Regions from separate parts of the Macaca fascicularis genome. Here region 2 is linked to region 1. Evidence: chromatin contacts called from public Hi-C data. All regions are on one chromosome and are shown on one strand. The core of a region is the stretch at or near the end of the contact, and the rest is flanking DNA. Distances in the headings are between cores, read along the strand shown.

Region 1 (7,432 bases), core at 4,098-6,597:
TGATTTAAAGTATACAGGAGGATGTGTGTACATAGGTTGTATGCAAATACTACACCATTATTTATCAGGGACTTGAGCATCTGAAGATTTTGGTATCCTGGGGGAAGTGGGGGCACTCCTAGAACCAATCCCCTGAGGATACTGAGGGACAACCACATATGAAAGCACACTGTAAATTGGAAAGAGCTATGTAAAAAGACTAAGAATATTATTGCTTTCAGTCAGACATCGAGAGGCATGAACTTTCAAAGGAATCTGAGCACCCACAAACCAGAAACAATGATGGTTTTTAAAAAGACACTACAACACAGGCTGACTAAGAAGGCACACCCCTCATAAAACCACTCTGGGGTAGGGTTGGGGCTGAAGCCTCAGGAGTTCCTCAGGGCACATGCAAGCAGGTAGTTTATAGGGAGGCAAAATCAAGGGATAGAGAGGGTCCCAGAAAGGGTCCCATGAGATGAGGGTCCCATTTAGAGTCCATTTGACTCAAACAATTCTGACTGAAAAAACAGGACCTGGGACTCTGGTCAAAGACATGCAGAACCACAGTGGCCAATAATTAGTTTACTTGTTCACTAACAGAAAAAGAAACTGATGTCCAGAGGGTTTAAGTGACTGACCCGAGATCTTTTGTTACGACTAAATGAACTTAAGCTAGAACTCAAGTTTCATTCCTTGACTTATTTCCTATCATTTAATAGCTGGCATTTTGGGAGTGAATATGCAATGCAGTCTCAATAGTCAGCCCAATTCAGCAAAAGAAAGGCTCACAGAGTAGACCGTACCATTATTGAGCACTTACAAGTGCCAGATACTGTTCTAAATAATTTATATATCTCATCAACAACTCACTATTACCTTAGGAAATCTATTTTATTTTACCTATTTTCCAAATAGGAAAACTGAGGCTCAGACGAGTCAGGTAACTTGCCCGAAGTGAAAGGCTAGCAACCGGCAGAACCAAGATTTAAACCTGAATCCCTTTGACTCTAAAAATTGCACTTAACCACCAAACCAAACGGCATAGCTGTTACAGTGATTTTCTTTTTGTCTTGGCATCTGTAAGAGAAGTAAGTCTGGCAGCACCATGAGTCCCATATAACACATAAAAAGCTGACACTCATAATAATTCTGACCCAGGGCTTCTAGCTAGTGGGGGGCAGAGCCAAATCAGATCGCAGGCCCTTTGTCTGCAAATTCTGCGCTGTTCCATAGAGAGCCCAGCTTCCAGAATATAAGCTCCACGAGGGTGGAGACTTTTTCTTCTTCCCAGCTGTATTGCCAATCCCCAGAACACATAGCAAGCACTCAATAAATAGTTAATAAATAAAGGAATGAAGTCAAGCTGCCATGGTTTGGCTGTGTGACTTTGGAAGGGCTTCTCATCCTCTCTAAGCCTCAGTTTCCTTATATGGTGAATGGAAGGTGATAATAATACCCATTTCCTGGGTTGATGTGAGGATTAAACCAGACCATTCATTTAAAGCACTTGGGACAGACTGGAACATAATGAGCAACCAAAATGTAATCTACTATTATCATTATCATTATTACTACCATTATTCATTGACAGATTTGGGCTCCTTAAGAATTTTTTATTTTTTTCCCACCCTGGTCAGATGATGTTTCATAGTAAAGATACAGAATAGGGAATTGAGAGTTGGTAAACCTGCTTCTAGTTTCAGATCTGCCACCATCTAGCTGTGTGACCTTGGACAAGCCTCTTCAGTTCTCTGTATTCTCCTCAGCTGTAAAATGAAGGACTAAACTATTCAAATCAGTTCCATAAGCATTCATCAGGCACCTTCTCAGAACAAGACATCATGCTCAGCCACCTATTAAATTCTATGATCCTGAATAGTATCAATGGAAAAATATCAGAGCAAAGCAAAACAGTCTCCTGTTTGTGGCAAGGTTGAAGAGAAAACCCAAATAGCCATCTGCATTACATCATCTCAATGAGCAATGTTTGTAAATATCCGAAGTGTTTAATTTTGAGACACTCTTGAGAAATCCATTGCCAAAAAGAAATTGGCAGATATGGTTCTATTAACACCTATTGCCTTGAACCTTCCAAAAAATAAACATTTAAAATCACTTTGCACCTTAGTCAAATGGCATGCTTCTGGAGAGAAATCTGGGAAGATCAAAGTTATTAACACTCCCGACGGCAACAGTTTAAGAATAGGATGTGTACAAAAAAAAAAAAGACATATCTGGTTAAAACTGCAGGGGGGATTCCAAGAGCAAATGCAGTGCATCTGGACAGGACACGGAGGTCAGTGGCCTATTGTTTACAAAAACAGGCCTGGATTATGAACAGTGACAAGAGGCCAAGACCTCAATTATAACTCACAACCACACCTCTCTCAATCCCAGTTCAACTGAAGCTATCAATCACTTAACTCCCCCATCTCTGTAATAAACCTACCAATGTTTTCATCCAAGTGGATAGAAGGCCCCTTAGGGTACCTCCAGCATTGACCAAACTAATGACATAAAAAAGATCCTGTAGGTACAATGAGGACTTCAGACTACCTTCCAACCTTCCAAGAGACAAGGGAGCTGCCCATTTCAAACTCTACCCCTACCCCCAACCCCCAGCAATCATTAGAGGGGAGACATGGCCCTTCCCAGGTCCTCTCTGATAGGAAAAGGTCTCCTTGCACTGGTGCAGGGAAAGGAGGGGCCCCTCCCTCTGTACTCTGAAACAAAGGAAAACCCAGAGCTCCAACCATGTGGTGTAACATTCAAGGCCACCCACCTCTTCCACTCTCCAGCTAAGGTCTCAATGGGCTGGAGCCACATGGCTCTTTCCAGTGACTGACCAGGAAGGGACAGTGCCTTGCACAAACACATGCTGCAGCTCTTTTAACAGGCAGGAACCCTTCCTATGGGAAGTGCTGGTTTAAAAAACGCTATCTGAGTAAGGGCTCTTATTCATGAGTCAAGTCAGACAGTCGACCAGATGAGAAGACAGGTCACTTGGTTTCTCCTAGTCCTCATTTTGCTTTACCCTTCACATTTTTCAGGAGAGGGAAATGGGGCTTTAAAAGCATGTCTTCTAGAGCAGAGGGTCACAGCACAGAAGGGTTAAACAATTATGTCTTCCCATTTTCCAGAATCAGCACCAACCGGCTACCCTAACAACTCTATTCAGATTTAGGTGAGGGCGGAGACCGGGCGTTGGTGGCCTTATTCCATGGTCTCTGATTGTATGCAGGCCGACCAGAGACCAGGCAGGTGCAAGGTGCACCCAAGGTGGCAATGGACTTTTGGTGCCAATGCCACAGCAAATCTCATGTTTTAATACAGTGCATCTGAAAAACCCCGCCTCTCCCAAGGCTCTCCAAATGGTACACCTTCTCAAGGTTGCCTTTCTGTCTGGACTCCTCTTCAATCTCTGAAACAAACGTCCAAACACCTGTCAGATTTCAGTTGTCTTTTAAGGAAACCTGACCCAGAGAACCGGAGGCAAATTGTGCCTTTCTCTAAGAGCCTCCTGCCCCTCCCCCCACCCTGTCCAGCTTGGGGGAAAGGGCTGCCAAAATCATGGTCAGCCCTACAAAGATACTCCTACAGCCCACTCCAAAAATTCCTTTCCAGTGTCAATGGCCCCTGGCACTGCCCATCCTTTGGAGGTTCAGACCCATCTATGAAACAAACCACCTCTGGGGTCAGCCTGCCCCCATCTGCTCCACCCAAAGAAATGAACAACCTGCAAATCACGGTGGAAATACACGCCTCACCAGTGCACAGAGCATTTGCAGTGTGCTATTTTTCAAAGCCCTTACCTTTGACCTGAGTATCGTACTCTGCTATGATCTCCTTATCCTTTTTGAATTTGGCTGGAGACGTCATGTTTTCCTTCTTTCTTCCAAATTCGAATTGTGAATTGATAGATCCACGGAAAAAATCCAAACACCTAAATCAATACCTCCAAGACCGCTTCTCTCGAGGGCACAAGGGGCCCCCCGCGGTGGTCTCCAGCGCTCCGTGGAGCGCGGGCTGCGGGCTGGGCAGGCGGCTACGGCGGGCACATGCAGACGGTGGGCGCTGGGGCCGGGTGCGGCGGCGGCTGGTGCCTGTGCTAGAGCCGGAGCCGCAGCCTCAGCATTAGCCGGGAGAACTGCAGCGCCCGGAGGCTGGCCTGGGGTCTGACATCAACGACACAGGCAGGGAGTGGAAGTCCTTCCGCACAACATGGTGTGGGGCTGCGGGGGTGTGGACGCGCCCAGCTGTGTCCCCGGGAGGGAGTGGGTGCTTTTCGGGGTACCGGGAGAGGGCTGGGCGTGCTTCGCGGTTTTTTGTCGTAGAGGCTCAAAGATGCTGCAAATCAAATCCCAAACGGGAGCCGCAGCAGCGCAGACTGGATCGGAAGTCGTTTGCTCCGGTTCACTTGCCTGTAAATGCAGGAAAAGGGGGAGGGGGCGATCAGCCAGAGCGCAGATCCTAATCGCGGCGGGGGTGGGGTAGGGGACGTCGTTCCGAGCCCGCCCTGGGCCCATTCCTGTCGGCTTAACGCCTCCTGGCCCGCAGAGCCCGGCGCGGCGAGGTGGGGAGGAAGGAAGCTCCCTCCGGATTTTGTTTTAAGGCTGAAAGAAAACACTTTGGAGCAGCCGCCTGCGCGGGCTTCGGGCGGGGACTGCAGGAACGCGGGGCACCGGGCGGGGACTGCGGCACCTCGGTGGCCTCCCGAGCCCCGCCAGCGTTGGGCAGCGGCCAGCCTGAGAGAGCCCTCCCGACCTAGCCCCGGACGGGGCCCCAGACCCCCGGCCGGGGCACCTCCCTGTACATCAAAGGGGATCAAAGCCGGGGAGGGACAAGCCACCCGGGCACAACTTTTCTTCTCCTCCCGCCCCTCCTCCCAGTTGTTTTGTTTTTGGTTACTAGCTTCTCTTGGCAGCAAAATGTTGGTGGCGGGGTGAGGGGGGGCAAATCTGCAGGAAAAAGCCTGCTCGGCACGGGACACATCCAGGAAAACAATGTGGTCAGCTGAAGCAGGAAACGGGTTAGAGGATAGGGTCGGAGCCGGGAAAACCGGGGGGCGGCGAGCGGAAGGCAGCCGTCGCCTCCCCCAAGCTAGGGACGATAGTGACTATAAATGCCACCTCCAAAATTTTTTTCCCACCCAAGCCCAGAGATCCCAGATATCGCACCCAATCCCAGGCTGGGGATGGGGGGAGGTCGGTGAGGTCGCAGTCCTGACTCCTCGCACCAGGCGGTGCCCGAGAAGATCCTGCCCCGGACCAGGCCCAGGAGGCGGGAGGGACGCAAGCGGGAGCGCGGAGCCCGGCGTCTAGCTCCCCCGCGTGCCGCAGCAGCGACCCTTCCTAGTTGGTCGTTCCTTTTCCTCCGAGCTCCGGGAGGAGGAAGCTCCCGCTAGCGTCTCCCACTTCCCACGGCTGGAGGAAGGGGCCACACTGAGGGAGCAAGACAGGGAGCAGAGGCGGCGGGCTTCAGGGGGGCGGGAAGCGGGAGGCGGGTGTGAGATGGGGTCCTGAGGCTGGAAGGGAGCCCGGGGACAAACGGAGTTGCACACGCTCGGAAGGCAGGAGGGGGCAAGGAGAAGGCTGCCTTAGAGGTGAGGTGAATTGGGGGACGATCTTGGGTCGCGATGTCGCGTGAAGCGCAAGGATGTCAGGAACTGTGGGGACCGAGATATGGTCTAGGAAAGGGAGTGGGCGAAGAGAAGTCCATCGGGGCGGGCCGGGGGGTGGGACTGGGGGAGAGCCCCGGAAGCTGAGCGAACACCCATCCTCCTAGGTCCTAGGCTGGGACCCGGGCTGTCCGCCAGGGCTGGGAGACAGTGGAGGAGGCCGGTCGATGGTTACGCGCGATGCCAACGACGACCGCCCCACGGCGGACCGCGGCTGCCCGTGTGCGGAGGAACGGGAGAGGCGGCTGGGTGCGGGCTAGGCTGCGGTCCGAGAGCCAGGACAGAGTCCCAGGCTGTACAGTGATGGGCGGAGAGACTCGCAGTCCTGAGAAGTATTATGGGCTGTACTGGGAGATTTGGAGAGGGTGGAGGGGGGGCGGTCTGAGGGATTCCGGGCGGCACCGCTAAGGCGATGCCGCGAGCAGCATCCGCGCCCTCTCCTTCCCGCCCCAGCCCGGGTTTGTTCAGTCAGGGCTCCAGCCCGGCGGCCGGGAGGAAGAAAAGGAAGAGGGAAGGAGCCTTTACCTGGCTCTGACGCGACGGGTCCCAGGCCCCCGGCTCCGCTTCCCACTCAGAGCTCTCCTCCCCTCTCTTCCCCGCCACCCGTTTCTACGCAGACCGCTGCCCCAGTCCCTTGAGGAGCCTCCGCCAACTCCGCAGGACCCCGCCGGGAAGCAGAGCCCACCCCTTTACCAATCACCGCCCGTTTTCTATCGACCGATGGGGCCCATAGCCAATAGGAAGAGCTGATCCCAAGAGGCCCGGAATGAGGGGGAGGAGCTGGCAAAACTTGGAGGTGTGACTAGCACTGCCGAGGCGTGGTCACAGATTAAGCTCCACCCGGGGCTGTCGAACCCCTGAGTAGAACTGATGGGCGGGATTAAGATGGAACCGACGACCAAACACAAACTCTTGAGCTAAGGCATGGCCAATTGGGCCGGGGTAGAGAGGAGGGGTGTTGCGGGTAATTTTAGCCAATAGAGAGTAGAGAGCGGTGGGGACTGTAGAACCTCTTCCAATAAGAAGCGGTAAGGGCGTGCCTCGCCACTTTCACTAGGGCAAAGGGAGGGTTTGCCGAAACCTCCCGAAACCGGCCAATGAGATCGGAGGCGGAGCCAAGTTCAGCCAACCAGAAAGCTGAACTGATCTCAGCACCGTTACTGGGCGGTGCCTACGGTCTTCGAGCCACTAAGCTCTCGTCAGGGGAGGCCCCGGAGCCTTCCAATGAGGGACTGGGGCGAACTCTAGTTCTTCCAATCGGTGCGCGGCGCTGGCAATTCAAACTGATACCGGGTTGGAGAGGCTGGAAAAGCGGAAGAGGGAGCGAAAACCAACGTGTTTGGTGACAGACCCCAGCGCCGACTGAGCCCCCAAAGCGACTTCAGCCTTGCCCCACCACCACCGCGCGCCCGGGAACAGCCGCTCCAGGAAGAGACCTGAGGGGACTGCGGGGGGCACGAGGGACAGCTGAGAGGAGGAAAGACGCGAGAGAAACAGCGCGAGCACGCTGAGGGCCGGGGGTTGCCAGGAAGGGGGCCCGCGGACCCGCAGAGCGGAGGAAAGTCCAGGAGAGAGGGGCGGGACGGAGGAGAACCCGGGATCGCCTGGCGGAAAAAGCGAAGGGAGTTTCTGAATCCTGGGAAGAGGAGAAGTGGGAAGGGACGCTTAGCCCGAGATCCGAGAGCAGGGAACGGGAGCGCTCCGCGGGAGGGGTTTAATGCTGGGAAAGGGGCCTCTTAAAAGAGGAGAAGCTTTAAATAAGACGATCGG
Region 2 (6,782 bases), core at 835-3,334, 170 kb before region 1:
CCCCGTCTCTACTAAAAATACAAAAATTAGCCAGGCGTGATGGCACATGCCTGTAATCCCAGCTACTCAGGAGGCTGTGGCAGGGGAATCACTTGAACTCAGGAGGCGGAGGTTGCAAGGAGCTGAGATTGCGCCATTGCACTCCAGCCTGGGCGACAAGAGTGAGACGGTCTCAAAAAAAAAAAAAAAAAAAGAAAAGAAAGAATGAGGAAGCAGGAAGGAAACTGTCACACCTCCTATACTAAGTGTTATATGCCAAACCTAAGAGGGCTAACACTGATTGGCAGCATGGGTCATTGAGAGGGAAACCCCTTGTTTTATCTTTTGCCAGCTCCTTCTAGATCTTCCCTACTAGAAATTTGGATATCAAAATGCCATCCTAACAGAAGTTTTAATACTGTCTCCCATCCCTCCCACCATGGCTGCTAGCTCCCAGGCAAAAAAAGGAAGGTCTTTCATGTCAGATACACAATCATTTAAAATCTTGCTTTTTTTCAAGATACATATATCTCTACTTAAAAAATACTTTTTTTCTGATTACAAAAGTAATGTATGTTTATTATAATAAGGAAACTAGGAAACCTCAAAAAAGAAAACAAAAGTAACTCTTAAATGCCTACCACTAAGAAATCATCACTCTAAGGGTTGTTATGTATTTTTCTAATCTTCTCTATTTTTACAAAATTGGGATTGCATTATAAATCCTGTTTTGTAACTTATTCGCTTAAACATATGTTGTAAACATTTCCACATGTATTATTCTTCTATAGCATTATAATACATTATATTGATGCAGCTCCCATTCTTGGACATGTACTTTGCTTCTAAATTTTTGTGATAAAAAATGCCATATCACATTACTTTGTATATGATCTAATGCACACACCTTTCATTATTTTCTCCTAGAAATAACATTGCTGGGTCAAAGACTACCATTTATACCACTAAAATGCCTTTGAGAAAAACGGTACCAATTTAAAATAACACCAATAGCATATATGAATGTTTATTTCACATTTTATTGTCTTGATAATTTGATGTGGTATCCTCCTGTAATTTGCAGTCCTTTGATTCTAGTGAGCCTGAGCATTTTAAAAAATGTTTATCAGTCATTTTCATTTTTCTTTTATAATCTGTCATTTTCCTATTAAGGTGTTCTCTGCCCATTTTTTCTATTAAGGTATTCATTATGGAATATAACCTATGTGTAGCCTCTGTCATGAGTAGGCAAGAATTTTTACATCTGATAGTGGGGAAAGGGGTGGAAGGAGCCCTAAATTTGCAATCATAAGATTCTCTTTCTATTCCTGGCTCCTGCATTACCAAAGAGATAACTCTGGACATTACTCTTTGGCCCTCTGTTTTCCCTTCTATAAAATGAAAAGCTTCAGCTAAAACATTTCTAAGGTCTTTTCCAACCTCTGCCATTCTATGATTCTACATGATCTTCTGCCTGGCTTCTAGAGTCCATATTATCTTCAAACATCACTCCCTTTAGTGTACCGCTGGTTGGCTTAGAAGATAATGAGCAAGTTCTCCTAGGCGACCCAGATGCTCTACAAAATGGACGGGTTCAGGGGCATCTTGCCAGTCTTAAATTTACCATTCCCAGGGTCTCTCATCCAATGACCTCAACTGCTGGAAGAAGTCACAAGAGGGAATGCCTTTCATCTGTGATCTCACATACCAGCCTCTCCTTTCCATTGAGAGAAAAGCTGAGCTCCACTGAAGCAAGAGGCCCAAGGAGGTGAAGTGAGGCAACATGACTCACTCCGAGCCCCAGAGTCAGCAACAGGGTCAGGAAGTGACCATGAGTATCACTTCCCACTGCCCTGCCCTCCTGCCTCCGGGCCAGCTCCCCCTGCTAGCCTCCTATCGTTTCTTAACTCCTCCTTCTGTTTGAATGGCAGAGGTTAAAGGAGAAAGCTCCTATTCCTCTACCCTGTTGCTTACCCATGACTTAAATAACCTAGCCCCAGAATGGGGGATGGGGGAAGAAGAGGAGGGAAAAGAGTAACCAAAAAAACAGCAATTAAGCCCAGGCAGATGTTTCCTTTCATGTACTGATTAGTTGGGAGGACCACTCAGCGATTATCCCTGTTTATTTGAACAGGCTGCTGAAGTGATCTGACTTACCACTCCCTCTGGCTGAGGGTTGGGCTGGGAATACATGTGTAGCGAGCCCACTTAAAATGTACAATACAGCCTCTAGCAATCAGGAGAAATTCTGACACTAGGCCAGAGGCAGGAAATTGCCAGTGTCTCTCCTTTCACAGATGATAAAAGGCTATTCGTTCTCTGTTTCAGAAACCTTAACTGTGTGCCTTTGGGGGAAAGCGTGGTCCCAGGAAGGGCTTCCGTGCTGGCCACTGCAGCGGGGTTGACAGAGCTGGTTAGCCACAAGGGGGCCCCACCCAAAGACAAGGGGGACATTTATTCCCGGGAACAACAAAACCTGATGAGGCCGAGTACATGACAACGAAGACTGTAGAGCTTTTCTGTTCTCTATAAAAAGGCAAGAGGTTTCTAGACAGGGAAGAAAAAGAGAATTTACAGAGCAGTCTTTGTGTACTAACATACAGCCTGCATCTCTTTTCTTTAAAATTTCTTGGAAGAGAATGAGTCATCTAAACATTGCAGGAAACCAAATAGAAGTTGGGGGAAAAAATTACTTTGGACAAAGTTTTTCTCTTAAATGTTTGCATAGTAATCTTTGCCTGGAAAAAAAAAAAAGATGCCTAAATTTAGAATAGAGATGTGGCACAGTTAACAATGCTGGTTCTATGGGATGGGAAGTGTGATGGTGTGCCCAGGCTGGGATCTCTTATTTTGAAACTCACCACAACCGTTTGGCCAGAGTGTGTTTCACGGGGCGTCCACTCTGACTGCTGCCAAGGAGGGGCTGATCAGAAGACAATGAGATTGCAACAGCTCCTACCAGTTTTATGCTGACAAAATGGGTAGGAAAGCTTCATTTTCCAACAGATAACAGCATTGGAAACAGAACTGAAATGCACAGTGTCATTTCATCTCCCCAAGACAAGACTGTAATGTTCCAAAGCCTCCTTGCTCACAGAAAGGATGTAACAGCAGATATGTACGGAAACATGAGAATCCTAGGCATCTGGGATGCCTGGCCACTGGGCTGGTCACTCTTCCTTGGACCTCTTTAAATCAGCACGTTTCCTGAGCTTGGATGGGTTTGTCTTTCAGCGTTTCCCAAAGAACACCAACTATGAAAGAGATTTCAGACCTGTTCTCAACAGGGAGGTTACTTGTTACCGATTCTCTAGTTATTTAGATCAGCATTCATGTGCTTTCCAAGTTGGGGGGGGGGACTGTTGTTTATTGGTTATCTACGTCTCAAAGCTGTATTTTTTGACAGGCACAAAATTACCTCCTATTTGTATGAAAGAAGAAGAAAAAGAGGAAGGCATGTCTCTGCCATGTGGCAAGAGCTCATTTCAGCCCCATCCCAAGGCTGAGCCTGTCAGCAGGTAGGAACAGTAGGGTCATTTAGTTCTCTGCCATTTAGCCTGTATCAGCAGTTTTCCAAAAAAGAATCTAGTTTTCAAGGGCACATATCTCCCCCACAACCACGAGTATCCCCTCCCCACCCTAAAGATTGTTCAGAGACCAACTGTTAAAAAAAATACAGTTTAAAACTGAATTTATGTTACAGATTTCAGAGGAAAGGAACACGACCCTGTATTAAGCTCTGGCAGCAGAAGCACCACCATACATAAGGTGGTGGTTTCAGAAGCATTCACTCACCACTTCAAAGAGGCCACATTTCAGGAGCTGGCGCTTTGCCTGAAATGCTTTTGGTGGGGAGGAGAGCGCTAAAAGGAATGACTGTTTAGTAGCACGGCCAGTGCTAGGTGATGGTGAGCACTGTGTCTGGTCCTCTCCCTCACCTAACTTGGACCACCAAAATAGGTGGTACAGTGTGAGGCTGTATGCCAGTGTGAGGCTGTATGCCGAGGCTCTGGGGATTCAAGGGGTGATGATCCCGCAGGTCAGAGCTGAGAAATGACTTCTAGATTTCCCCTCCACCACACTACCTGCATATATGCAAGCAGAGCTCTTTCTATTCAGCATTCATTCATTGGTTAGGATACCACGACTTGGCTCTGAGAAAGATCAAACTCCAGTTAGGAACTTAAACTACGTGAAGCCCAAGGATGTATAAAACACAAATATACTTAATTGCAAAACTTTTATAGAGAGGTAGGCTAGGAGATGCCACAGTAGGGACACCAGAGGTGCTTTTGCCTTCTGAAGACAGGTTAGGCTAGGGTGTTAAAACAAAACAAAACAAAAAAAAAACATTTTTTATTGCAATACAGCATAATATGTGTCTATAATAAAAGTACTTATGTGTCTAGAGTTGGTTCCCTCCGGTGGGTTCTTGGTCTCGCTGACTTCAAGAATTAAGCTGTGGACCTTCACAGTGAGTGTTACAGCTCTTAAGAGTGCTGATTGGTGCATTTACAATCCTTTAGCTAGACACGGAGAGCTGATTGGTGCGTTTTTACAGAGTGCTGATTGGTGCATTTTTACAGAGTGCTGGTTGGTGCATTTACAATCCTCTAGCTAGACAGGAAAGTTCTCCAAGTCCCCACTCGACCCAGGAAGTCCAGCTGGCTTCACCTCTCACTTATGTGCTGTCCATTATGATATTTCCTATTCTTTTATCTTCTTTTTTTTTCTTCTTCTCTTTCTTTCTTTTTAGATACAAGGTCTTCCTCTATTGCCTAGGCTAGAATGCAGTGGCATGATCATAGCTCACTGCAGCCTTGAACTCTTGGGCTCAAATGTCATGTGATCCTCCTCCCTCAGCCTCCCATGCAGCTGGGACGACAGATGTGTACCACCACACTGGCTAATTTTTTAAATTTTTGTAGAGATGGGGTCTCACTGAGTTTGCTCAGGCAGGTCTCAAACTCCTGGCCTCAAACAATCCTCCTGCCTCATCTTCCCAAGTAGCTGGTAAAGGCATGGTTGGCTAATTTTTTAAAAACTGGTTTTTAGAGATGGGGTCTCGTGATGTTGCCCAGGCTGGTCTCAAACTCCTGGCCTAAAGATCCCCCCACCTCAGCTTCTTAGAGTAGCTGGGATTATATTCTCGAGCGACTGTGCCTGGCCTTCTCTATTTTTTTTATGTCGGTAATAACTCACTAAATTTATTTTACAACTCATTAATGAGTCATTATACACAGGTTTAAAAAGACCGGATATATACAAAAGTCTGTACTTGAGGAATTAATAAAGAAAATAGTGGTTTAGGGACTGTAGCCCACTAACTTATTTAGAAAGGAGCTAAAATAACTTGCCTTCTTGAAGTGGCTGATCAGATGTTTCAAAGCAGGTTCAATTATTGAACGCTGGCAAGGGAGAAATGGCTGGATTTTAGGGAGTGAGCAGTAAAGAGTCCATGAGCAAATATTTATAGAACATCTATGAAGTGTCAGGCACTTGTGGTCTGAATGCAAAACAGAAAGTTTAAAAGTTTACAATCTGTTGAGAAAGATGGACATTAATCTAACGTCTGGGCCCATCAGAATGCAATTCTTCCAATCTCAAAGGTATTACCAGAAATGGAATATCTTAAGTTAGTTTTTTAGTTTAAGATCAATTTTTTTTCCTGTCCCAGCCAAGAGGTTTCCACACCATAACCTAACTCCACAGAAAGCTAGATATTGAATCCAGCTTGCCAGAAAAAAAAATCTGATTTCAAAAAATCCAGCTATTACATAGTAAATTCTTTGAGTTTGCCTTTCTAAGTTACTAATGGATATTTCAGGTTATAATGATCCAGCTTCAGTATTAGTGACTCCCAAAGCAGTCACATTCCATTTTTATAGAATCCCTTGAGCTTGTAAGCACCATAAAAAATAATCTCACCAGAAGCTCCTTCACTCAGGAGTTAATGGATATAAACCATCCTAGTGACAAAAGTTACATTTTAAAAGAAAATGTCAGAAACTTGACATAGTCTAAGGTCCAATACCTGTTTCAGGATTCCTCTTCTGGAATATGAATAGTTTTTGAATTTGATTCCTGTTTAATTATCTGAAAAACTTAGTCTAAAAAATCCTCAAAGCAACTACAATATGAAACCATCTAAAGCTAATGGAAGAGATAGGTTTTAACTTTTTAAGCATTTTTCTGAATCCTCTGTGGTACCCAGCCCACTGCTTTGTGCACAGTGGCCATAAAATAGTAAGTTGCTGAATCAATGAGGTCAAAATTTAAACACTATGCTTTCACATAATGACAAGAACTAAACAATATAGCTGCATCTCATCATATAAATTATTAAAAGTGGAAACTCCATCAGAGGTTAGCCACAATGAGCTCCCTTTGGTTATGGTTCACCAATGAGCCCTAAAAGTTGAAATAACTTTTCCAGGGTCAGTAGCCTATCAGGGACTATATGCAGTATTAAAAGAGAGCTCAACATGTAGGCTCTGGAGCAGGAATTAAATCCTACTTCTACTCCCCAACTGATGACCTTGGGTAAATTACATTTAAATACTCTGTGCTTCAGCTTCCACATGTGTAAAATAGGATAATAAGAGTAGTGAGATAATCCATATAAAGTGCTTTAAACAGAATCTAGCACCTAGCCTGTTCAATAAATGTTGGCTAACATTAATATTAGAGTCCAGCCCCCTCAACACTCACTTGAGTGTTCTTTCCACAGCACTATGCTGCCTCCTTACGTACTCTCAAACATGTTAAAGATGCTATGTGGAATTGTGAAGGTCCTGGAAACT

Evidence for each region. A called contact is a pair of places that touch in the nucleus more often than the background predicts.
Region 2: a Hi-C map of liver shows a contact between it and region 1, with 2.3 times the contacts expected there. The contact joins the enhancer-like site here to the promoter of FAM72A in region 1. A contact is called at or near these places in 2 of 2 Hi-C or Micro-C datasets (liver and skeletal muscle).

What each region holds. Positions count from the first base shown.
Region 1 is chr1:64,038,074-64,045,505 of T2T-MFA8v1.1, reverse strand. It overlaps FAM72A (family with sequence similarity 72 member A), which reads left to right and starts at 5,347. Exons shown (of 5, transcript XM_015449113.3): 1 at 5,347-5,587; 2 at 6,280-7,432. It overlaps SRGAP2 (SLIT-ROBO Rho GTPase activating protein 2), which reads right to left and starts at 6,298. Exons shown (of 23, transcript XR_012432330.1): 1 at 6,188-6,298; 2 at 3,798-4,406.
Region 2 is chr1:64,201,248-64,208,029 of T2T-MFA8v1.1, reverse strand. The region is part of intron 4 of SRGAP2 (SLIT-ROBO Rho GTPase activating protein 2); the gene reads right to left. Among named protein-coding and RNA genes, the nearest start is that of IKBKE, 89 kb to the left of the region's middle. Within about 2 kb of position 2,084, at least 3 of the 6 cell types and tissues checked have an H3K27ac peak or open chromatin away from gene starts, as enhancers often do. A contact at or near this core is called in liver, where this site is marked.